Regions from separate parts of the Sus scrofa genome. Here region 2 is linked to region 1. Evidence: chromatin contacts called from public HiChIP or PLAC-seq data. All regions are on one chromosome and are shown on one strand. Each heading gives the region's core, a stretch centred on a gene start, on an enhancer-like site or on the middle of the called end of the contact. The rest is flanking DNA. Distances are from core to core; before and after follow the strand shown.

Region 1 (3,985 bases), core at 384-2,883:
TATTTTAGTATTTAAATAACAAAGAAGCTGTACTCCATTTTACAGATAATTCTGAACATTTCATGTATGTCTTTTTATTTCTGTCTTTTTTTTTTTTTTTAAGGGCCGCACCCGCAGCATACGGAGCTTCCCAGGCTAGGGGTTGAATCGGAGCTGAAGCTGCTGGCCTATACCACAGCAACGCAGGATCTGAGCTGCATCGGTGACCACACCACAGCTCATGGCAATGCCAGATCCTTAACCCACTGAGCAAAGCCAGGGGTGGAACCTTCATCATCATGGTTGCTAGTCGGATTCGTTTCTGCTGAGCCATGAAGGGAATTCCAATGTATGTCTTTTTAAACAATTGCTAATATTTTACAAATGCTTTTGTATGTAACCAGAAACACTTCAAACCTATTTCTGTTTGGTCATTAAGAGAATAGTTAATCTATATAGATATGCTCTCTGTTTATAAAGGTCCACATTCTAAAAATTGTAACGATTCCACATACAGAGAGAAATGAATAAAAATATAGTACTTAAATCTAGTACATAATCACAATTTGGAGAGCATTAAAGTTACACAGAGAAATACATTCACTATTTTTAACACCAGAGATGATGAATGACAGATTTTACGAGATCAAATTTTGCTTCCAAATCAAATACAGTATTACTACCAAATAGTCTTTCCGATGCTATAAGCATCTTTGGATGAGTATAAATTAAATATCTACCTCCTCTGTTGCATCCTTTCCTCTTCTGGGACTCTGAAGGAATAACGCCTCTTATTATTAATATTTCTAACCATTTGTTTTCGACTATTATCTGATGTTTCAGGAACTACCAGTTCATCTCCTTCTGTTAAAAAAAAACAACAAAGGACAATGAAAGTGCTAAAATGCTTTTTAATCCATTGATCTCCAAGATGGTACAAATATCAATCAATTGTACAAGTATACGCAATTCTAAATTTTAAAAGTTGTATGTTGATAATCATAGTAAATAACCAACAATTCAATAAAATGTAAGTAAATACATGTTGAAATTAAACAGCTTGCAAAGTGTATTTTCCCTTTTATTTAATTATAAATATAAAATGGTACAATTTTAATGGAAGAAAAAAAGAAAGATGTGGTTGTCTTGGTGTCTGGCCACTTTGGCCAGCCCACTCCCAATGTCTCTACATGATCTTCTCCCTCCTCCCAGGTGCTCGCTTCACTGGCTTAGGGCGTTAAAAAGCTCTTATTGTTAATATCTGCACAGTAATCAGGCACCAATGGTAAATGACTGATGAAAATGGTAACAACTGAAATTATTTTATATATTAAAACATGTCCTTTGCAGATCTAATTTGCAAGGTACGGAGTAAAGGAAAGGAACTGCCTGCCTACTAGCTCCCTTTACTAAAGCTAAGAATCTCATCACTATGTCTACTCTTTCTGACCTTAACAGTATACACCCAGGCACCCAGTGCCCATCTATTTCACCTTCAGTATTGAGAAGCAAATAAAATTGTCAGCCATGGGCTCCCATGGGTTGGGGAATGGTGAACATGCTCTGAAAGAGATGACTGTATCCATACAGTATGATGATCGCCATTCTCCAAATAAGGAAAAAGAGAAAAGCCCATCTTTAGAGTGTTCAAATGAGAAAAAGGAAGTGGGAAGAAACCAGCATAAGATGATAAGTAATAGAGCAATGTTCTCCTGTATCATCATAATAGCTTAATCAGACTGCTTTCCTCACAACAGATGTTAAAAGGATAACATTTTAAAAGTAGATGAGAATTTGAGAACTGAGAAGCGCGAGGGTAAAGCAGATCTTGGTGAGCTGCAGTGGCTTTGCATAGCCGAGGCCTGTAAGAGCACTTGGCTCCTGAGAGCTGAAAGAGAAACAGACAAGCCAGAGAAACAATCTTAAGGAAATAGGATTTCCTTCCCTTTCTTTCCCTGGGCAAAGTTTAAGACAACTATGTTGAAATTTTGTCAGGTCTTCCTTCTCCAACCTCCACTTTTACCCCTAGCCTAGAGTAGAAAAATGAAAGTGTAAAAAAAAGACAAGCTGGACTAGAGTTTACCTGTAGAGATAAACTGGGTAATGGACACCTTTTACCATCATCATGGTCACATACAGTGAGAACAGGGTGGATTTAATCTTATGCAAATATTTAGAGTTCCTCCAAGAAACATGTATAAAATAAAATATAGGGCTGTAGAACTGAGGCGCCTAAAGCTCCAGTTTCATTAGCTTCAAAGTGATGCTCTCTCTGAGCAGAGTCATTTCTAATACAGGAATATCCTTTCTCAAGTCACACTGGAGCATCCTTTGAGCATCGGACTTCTCCTACAGTCACAGACTATATACCAAGAAGTCTCCAGTGCCAAGAGGAGGTACCAGAGCTTCAAATCCGAAGCTAAGCAGTTAGTGTATGTTTTAGTACTTGAAAACACACAAATAAAACAAAAAAAAAAACTTTTGATTTTTTTTTTCTGATAGACTATACAAATGTATTGGAAAAATAAAGAAGACAAAAGAAAAGGATAAAGATAATAATCTCACTCCCAGAGATAACTGGTATTAAACATTTTCATGTTTTCTTGATGCCAGTATTTTTAACTTATATTTTAGTCAATTTATTTCTTTTTTATTATTTATTTATTTATTTTATTTTATTTATTTATTTATTCTAAGGGCCAGAACTGCAGCATACAGAGGTTCCCAGGCTAGAGGTCAAATCAGAGCTGTAGCTGCTGGCCAGATCTGAACCATGTCTGAGATCTACACCACAGTTTACGGCAACGCCGGATCTTAACCCACTGATTGGGGCCTGCATCCTCATGGATGCTAGTCAGATTTGTTTCCACTGAGTCATAATGGGAACTCCCATTTAAGTTAATTTAAATCATTTAAAATACATAATAAACCATAATTATATCTTCATTAACTAGATCCACCACAAAAGATCATACATCTAAGAATCTGTTTTTATCTCTGTTACAGAGAAATCTGCTGCTAGGACATGAGAATAACTTTATTGTAAGAAGACAGCATTATAACAATACCTGTTAAAAGCGAGTTTTTAACTGTTCAGGCACACTCTGGCTGGCACCCAACTTACTGAATGAGACGTGGGCAGTGTCCCCAGCTAGGACTCACTTCGCTGCTTTTGACATTGCCCCTCTTGTCTGCAGTGCCCAGGTCTCCACGTCCTCTCCTGAGACTGGGCACTCGGGTCAATTTCCTCCCTGCCCTGCTTCTGCTGCCCATGTCATTCTAATTCCTATGCACCGGCAGATGATGTATTCCGAAGGCCCCAAATCAGAACTCCAGAGGAATTTTCACAATTCCAGTGCTACAAATTTTGGCTAGGGTTTACTGTAGGAAGAGTACAGCTGTCCCTTTTCTATTTACTCAGTTCAGCACAGAAAAATAACATGATGAGTCAGAAATAAATATTTTGCCTATACGGCTATGCGAGCTTGAACAGAATGACTTTCTGTCCAGCAGTTAATCTCAATAACCCGAGAATATGATAGTGGTTGAGGTCACAGACTTTGGAATAAGACACATCTGAACTTAAGTGCTCTGCCAATTTTTATCTTCAGCGGTCAGCTTCGAGAGAGTTTCTATAAAGCTCTCCTATGTATGTGTATGTATATATATATTGTTTGTTGTTTAGGGCCACACCCATGGCAAATGGAGGTTCCCAGGCTAGGGCTCAAATTGGAGCTGCAGCTACCAGCCTACCCCACAGCCACAGCAACATGGGATCCAAGCTGCATCTGCAAACTACATCACAACTCACAGCAATGCTGGATCCTTAACCCACTGAGCGAGGCCAGGAATTGAACCCACATCCTCACGGGTACTAACTGGATTCATTTTCTCTGTACCACAATAGGAACTCCTATAAAGCTCTCCTATTAACGTGTATTTGCTTACCTGCCATCTTATTTTTGAAATATATTAATCTAATTGTCTCCAACCCTAAAAGATTTAA
Region 2 (3,985 bases), core at 567-3,066, 340 kb after region 1:
ATTCTCTTCAGATTCTTTTTCCACACAGATAATCACAGAATACTGGGTAGGGTTCTCTGAGCTATACAGCAGGTCCCCATTGGCTAATCATTCCACACACCTCAGTGTGCATCACCCTCGAGTTTGAGAACCTCTGGGTTCTCAGAAGACAAAAGAAGAGACGGAGGGGTTACCTGAGATGATGCTCTAAACACCTGGCAGAAGCGGGAGGAAAGGACGGGACCTGTGGATGAGGCCGTCTTGGCAAGAAAAATGTCCCGGAACTAAAAATGAAAGGACCATCGTGGCTCAGCAGAAACAAATCGGAAGATGCAGGTTCGATTCCTGGCCTCGCTCAGTGGGTTAAGGATCCGGCATTGCCGTGAGCTGTGGTGTAGGTCTCAGACATGGCTCAGATCCTATGTGGCTGTGGCTAGGGCTCTGATTCTACCCCCATCCTGGGAACTTCCTTGTGCCACAGGTGCAGCCCTAAAAAACCAATAAATAAATAAATAAATAAAACAGTAAATAAGGCAAAGATACAGCAATATCTCCTGGCTCAGACTTCACTAGTTTGCAGCACTTCCAGAATGTACATAAGAGTATATTCACAGCACATTTTACAATTCAAACAAAATGTCCAGTGTGGGCCTGATATGTACAATGTGTGTGCAAATCCATTGCTATGTGGCAGGAAGGGGGACCCCCTCCCAGGGCCCCGGCATGGGCTCTTGTCTGACTCTCAGGACTGAGTTGTCCAAGGAGACACCCGTGCTGAGAAAGCACGAGACCTACTGGGAAGGGGCGCCCGGGGTCCAGAGCAGCAGGAGAAGGAACCCAGGAGAACGGCTCAGCCACGAGGCTCACAGCCTCAGATTTTATGGGAATGGGGTTAGTTTCCGGGCTGTCTCTGGCCAGTCGTCTTGCTCGGCCTGTATTCAGTCTGGCTCAGGGTCCTTTCTGGTGCCACCTGCACCTCTCGGCCAAGATGGATTCCAGCGCCAAGGATCCTGGGAGGTTGGTTGTCTCCCCCTCCCGTAGGCCCCTCCCAAATCCTCCTGGTTAGTCTTCAGGGCTGCACCGCGTACCTTATCAGGGCCTGCCACTGTGACACAACGCTTGCAAGTGGCTATTACTGTGACTAGTCAACGTGGTGGCTCCAGTCGATGGTTCCCGGTAGATATAAACAAAAATATTGGAAAAAGTCTACATCGAGATGTTCAGTGAGCACTCCAGGATGATGGATTATGGATACTTTTTATTTCATTCGTTATACTTTTCTGGGTTTCCCCCAATTTTTCCATAATAAATAGGTCTTTTTATAACCAAAAAATGTTAATAAAGTGACAAGCTTGTTGGGTCAAAATGGTCATTTAAAGACAGTTCTCCGGAGGCCAGCTCTCCAAGAATTTATGTCACGCAGATAATTACACCACCTGTTACACTTGTGCGAAAACAGGACATGGAGAGCGTGGGATCTGGAATGCAGAAAGATTGTTACACGCATCAGATCTAGTTCAAACTAGCACAGCAGGGAGAGCTACCGAAAAATGAGCCAGAGCCCACCCTGGGGCACCCTGCTCACTTCCCCTGCCCACTGGGTGCCCCTGAGGAGATGTGGGCACTGGGTGTTCTCAGCAGCCTGCAGGAACGGCCTGTCCTTCTGTTCAGGTTTATTCAGAAGCCCCAGCAGCTTCTGGGTTTTTGTAGCCATTTTTCCCAATAGGAACAGGCCCGGAGGCAAAAACAAAACCAAACCAAACCACTGAAAGAGCCCTTAAAAGCCTAGAAAGGAAGAAAGGACAATGGAACGTGATGTAAGGGCAACTAAACAGCCAGTGACTCAGCGCTTCAGCGCCATCAACACCAGCTGCAGTCCGAGATGGCAGCCGCAGTGGCAGCTCGCAGACACACACACACACACACACACACACACACACACACACACACACACACACACACACACAGAGGCAGTGCAAACATCGCCTGGAGAGCAAAAATTCAGGCTCTTGGACGGTGCTTGGAGGCAAGGCACAGAATCAAAGATTTCTGGAGCTGTACACTTGGCAGAATGTATAAGGATGTTGCATGGTTTTGTTTGTTTGGGGGTTTTGTTTGTTTGTTTTTGTATTTTTAGAGCCGCACCCACAGCATGTGGAAGTTCCCAGGCTAGGGGTGGAATCAGAGCTGCAGCTGCCAGCCACAGCCACAGCAATGCCAGATCCCAGCCACGTCTTCGACCTACAGCACAGCTCAAGGCAATACCAGATCCTTAACCCATGCGCGAGGCCAGGGATCAAACTCTCATCTTCAGGGATACTAGTCAGATTCATTACTGCTGATACTGCTGAGCCATAGTGGGAACTCCAAGTATGTTGCGTATTAATTCAGCTTTCCAGTAACATCTTTTATTTTCATTCCCTAAGGAGCAGGACATGTATCCCTGGGGTCAATTTCTCCAAACTGGAACCAGGATCCACCTGCAAGCATGTCTCTCTCGCCTAGCTCTGACACGTCACAGGATGAAGTCTGATCAGCTTGGTGGAGTTCAGTGTCGGTTTCTCAGGAAGACTGGGCTGGGGAGGGGGGTGCAATTCTCACCCTTTGTGAGTCATGGGTGGAGGGGGGACTACAGCTGGGAGTGGGACTCTGTCCCATGGAATTTTGCAATCAAATACTCTACCCCTGAGCTATACCCCCGAGTCCCATGGAATTTTGACTCAGGCAGTAACTCCGTCTACAAATGTGTCATCTTCTGCACAGACACATTTCTTCATGATTTTAATTTTTTCCACTAGAGTTGGTTTAGAGCATTCTGTCAGTTTCTACTGTGCAGCAAAGCGACCCAGTCACACATATATACACATTCTTTTTCTCACATTATCCTCCATCATGTTCCATCATAAGCGACCAGACAGAGCTCCCTGTGCTCTACAGCAGGAGCTCATTGCTTATCCACTCCAAATGCATCCATTAACAACACAGATGAATTTTTTTAACTCAGCCTGTACCACGAGTCAGAGTCCTTGAAGTGACCTCTCCCTTGGAGCTGGTTTGGGTTGGTCCCTGCTCCTGCCGGCGGCTCCTCAACCACAGGACCCGCCCTGTAGACCCCTGCAGATTAGGGGTCTGAGGCCTGCCCATCACCATTAACCACCACACCCACACATGTGACTAGCACCGCTCCTAGGATGTGGTCCAAAAGCAACTTTTTGTCACCCACCGCTCCTTCAAATGTGTTCCGTGAGCTCTTCCCTGCCATTAGACTAAACACCATGGGCTCCAGACCTTTCCCGCTCTCTCTGGAGTATGGGATCAGTCTATGGACAGATGTTTAAATCACAAAACATAGTCTCATTTCAGAAACGAGGTGTCCGGGCTAAGCATCCAGAGGATGAATGCGGCAATCTTCATCCAAGGTGGGGTTTCACGGCGCTCCCCACGCCCAGCCTGCAGGTAGGAGCAGAGGTCAGGGCACAGCAGGCTCTCTGAGGCCCTGGCAGATGGTAAAAGGGACGCCTTCTTGGGTCTGATTTTTGTTTCAGGCTCAGGATGCCCTCCTTCTCCTGCCGGCTGCCCCTCCCTCACCTTCTCAGACCAACTCCCGGATCAAATTTAGAAGGTCTCCTGGCCTGCTCTCTCCATCAGGAGGCCCACAGTGGTTGGTTCCTGCTCTTAAACGAAGCCCTATTTCCTCTTTCTCCACCTATTCCCCCAGCCATGGCTGGAGCCTCCCCAGGAGTTCCCCCAAGTGAGGGTCTCAGGCTGGTTCTCCTCTTGTAACGTGATGGAGGTTACACCCCCCCCCAATGCCACCCCTCTTAGGGGGGCAATCCAGTCCTAACTTTCCCCACAAATTCCCCTGCTCCATTTTCTCTTTCTTCCTTCTTCCCTCCCTCCCTCCCTTCATTTTTGGGTGCACCTGTGGCACATGGAAGTTACCAGGCCAGTGGCTGAATCCAAAGCCATAGCTGCGACCCACACTGCAGCTGCCACAACGCTAGAT

Evidence for each region. HiChIP or PLAC-seq counts read pairs in DNA pulled down with a chosen protein or histone mark.
Region 2: an H3K27ac HiChIP or PLAC-seq map of alveolar macrophages shows a contact between it and region 1. The contact joins two enhancer-like sites. A contact is called at or near these places in 1 of 47 Hi-C or Micro-C datasets (embryonic fibroblasts) and 2 of 2 datasets of contacts at active chromatin or transcription factors (alveolar macrophages and skeletal muscle).

Annotation. Positions count from the first base shown.
Region 1 is chr10:14,667,113-14,671,097 of Sscrofa11.1, forward strand. It overlaps CDC42BPA (serine/threonine-protein kinase MRCK alpha), which reads right to left. Exons shown (of 40, transcript XR_002336229.1): 34 at 3,928-3,985; 35 at 720-843. Among named protein-coding and RNA genes, the nearest start is that of COQ8A, 72 kb to the left of the region's middle. Within about 2 kb of position 1,634, at least 2 of the 83 cell types and tissues checked have an H3K27ac peak or open chromatin away from gene starts, as enhancers often do. A contact at or near this core is called in alveolar macrophages, where this site is marked.
Region 2 is chr10:15,010,730-15,014,714 of Sscrofa11.1, forward strand. No RefSeq gene overlaps it. Among named protein-coding and RNA genes, the nearest start is that of AHCTF1, 29 kb to the right of the region's middle. Within about 2 kb of position 1,817, at least 33 of the 83 cell types and tissues checked have an H3K27ac peak or open chromatin away from gene starts, as enhancers often do. A contact at or near this core is called in alveolar macrophages, where this site is marked.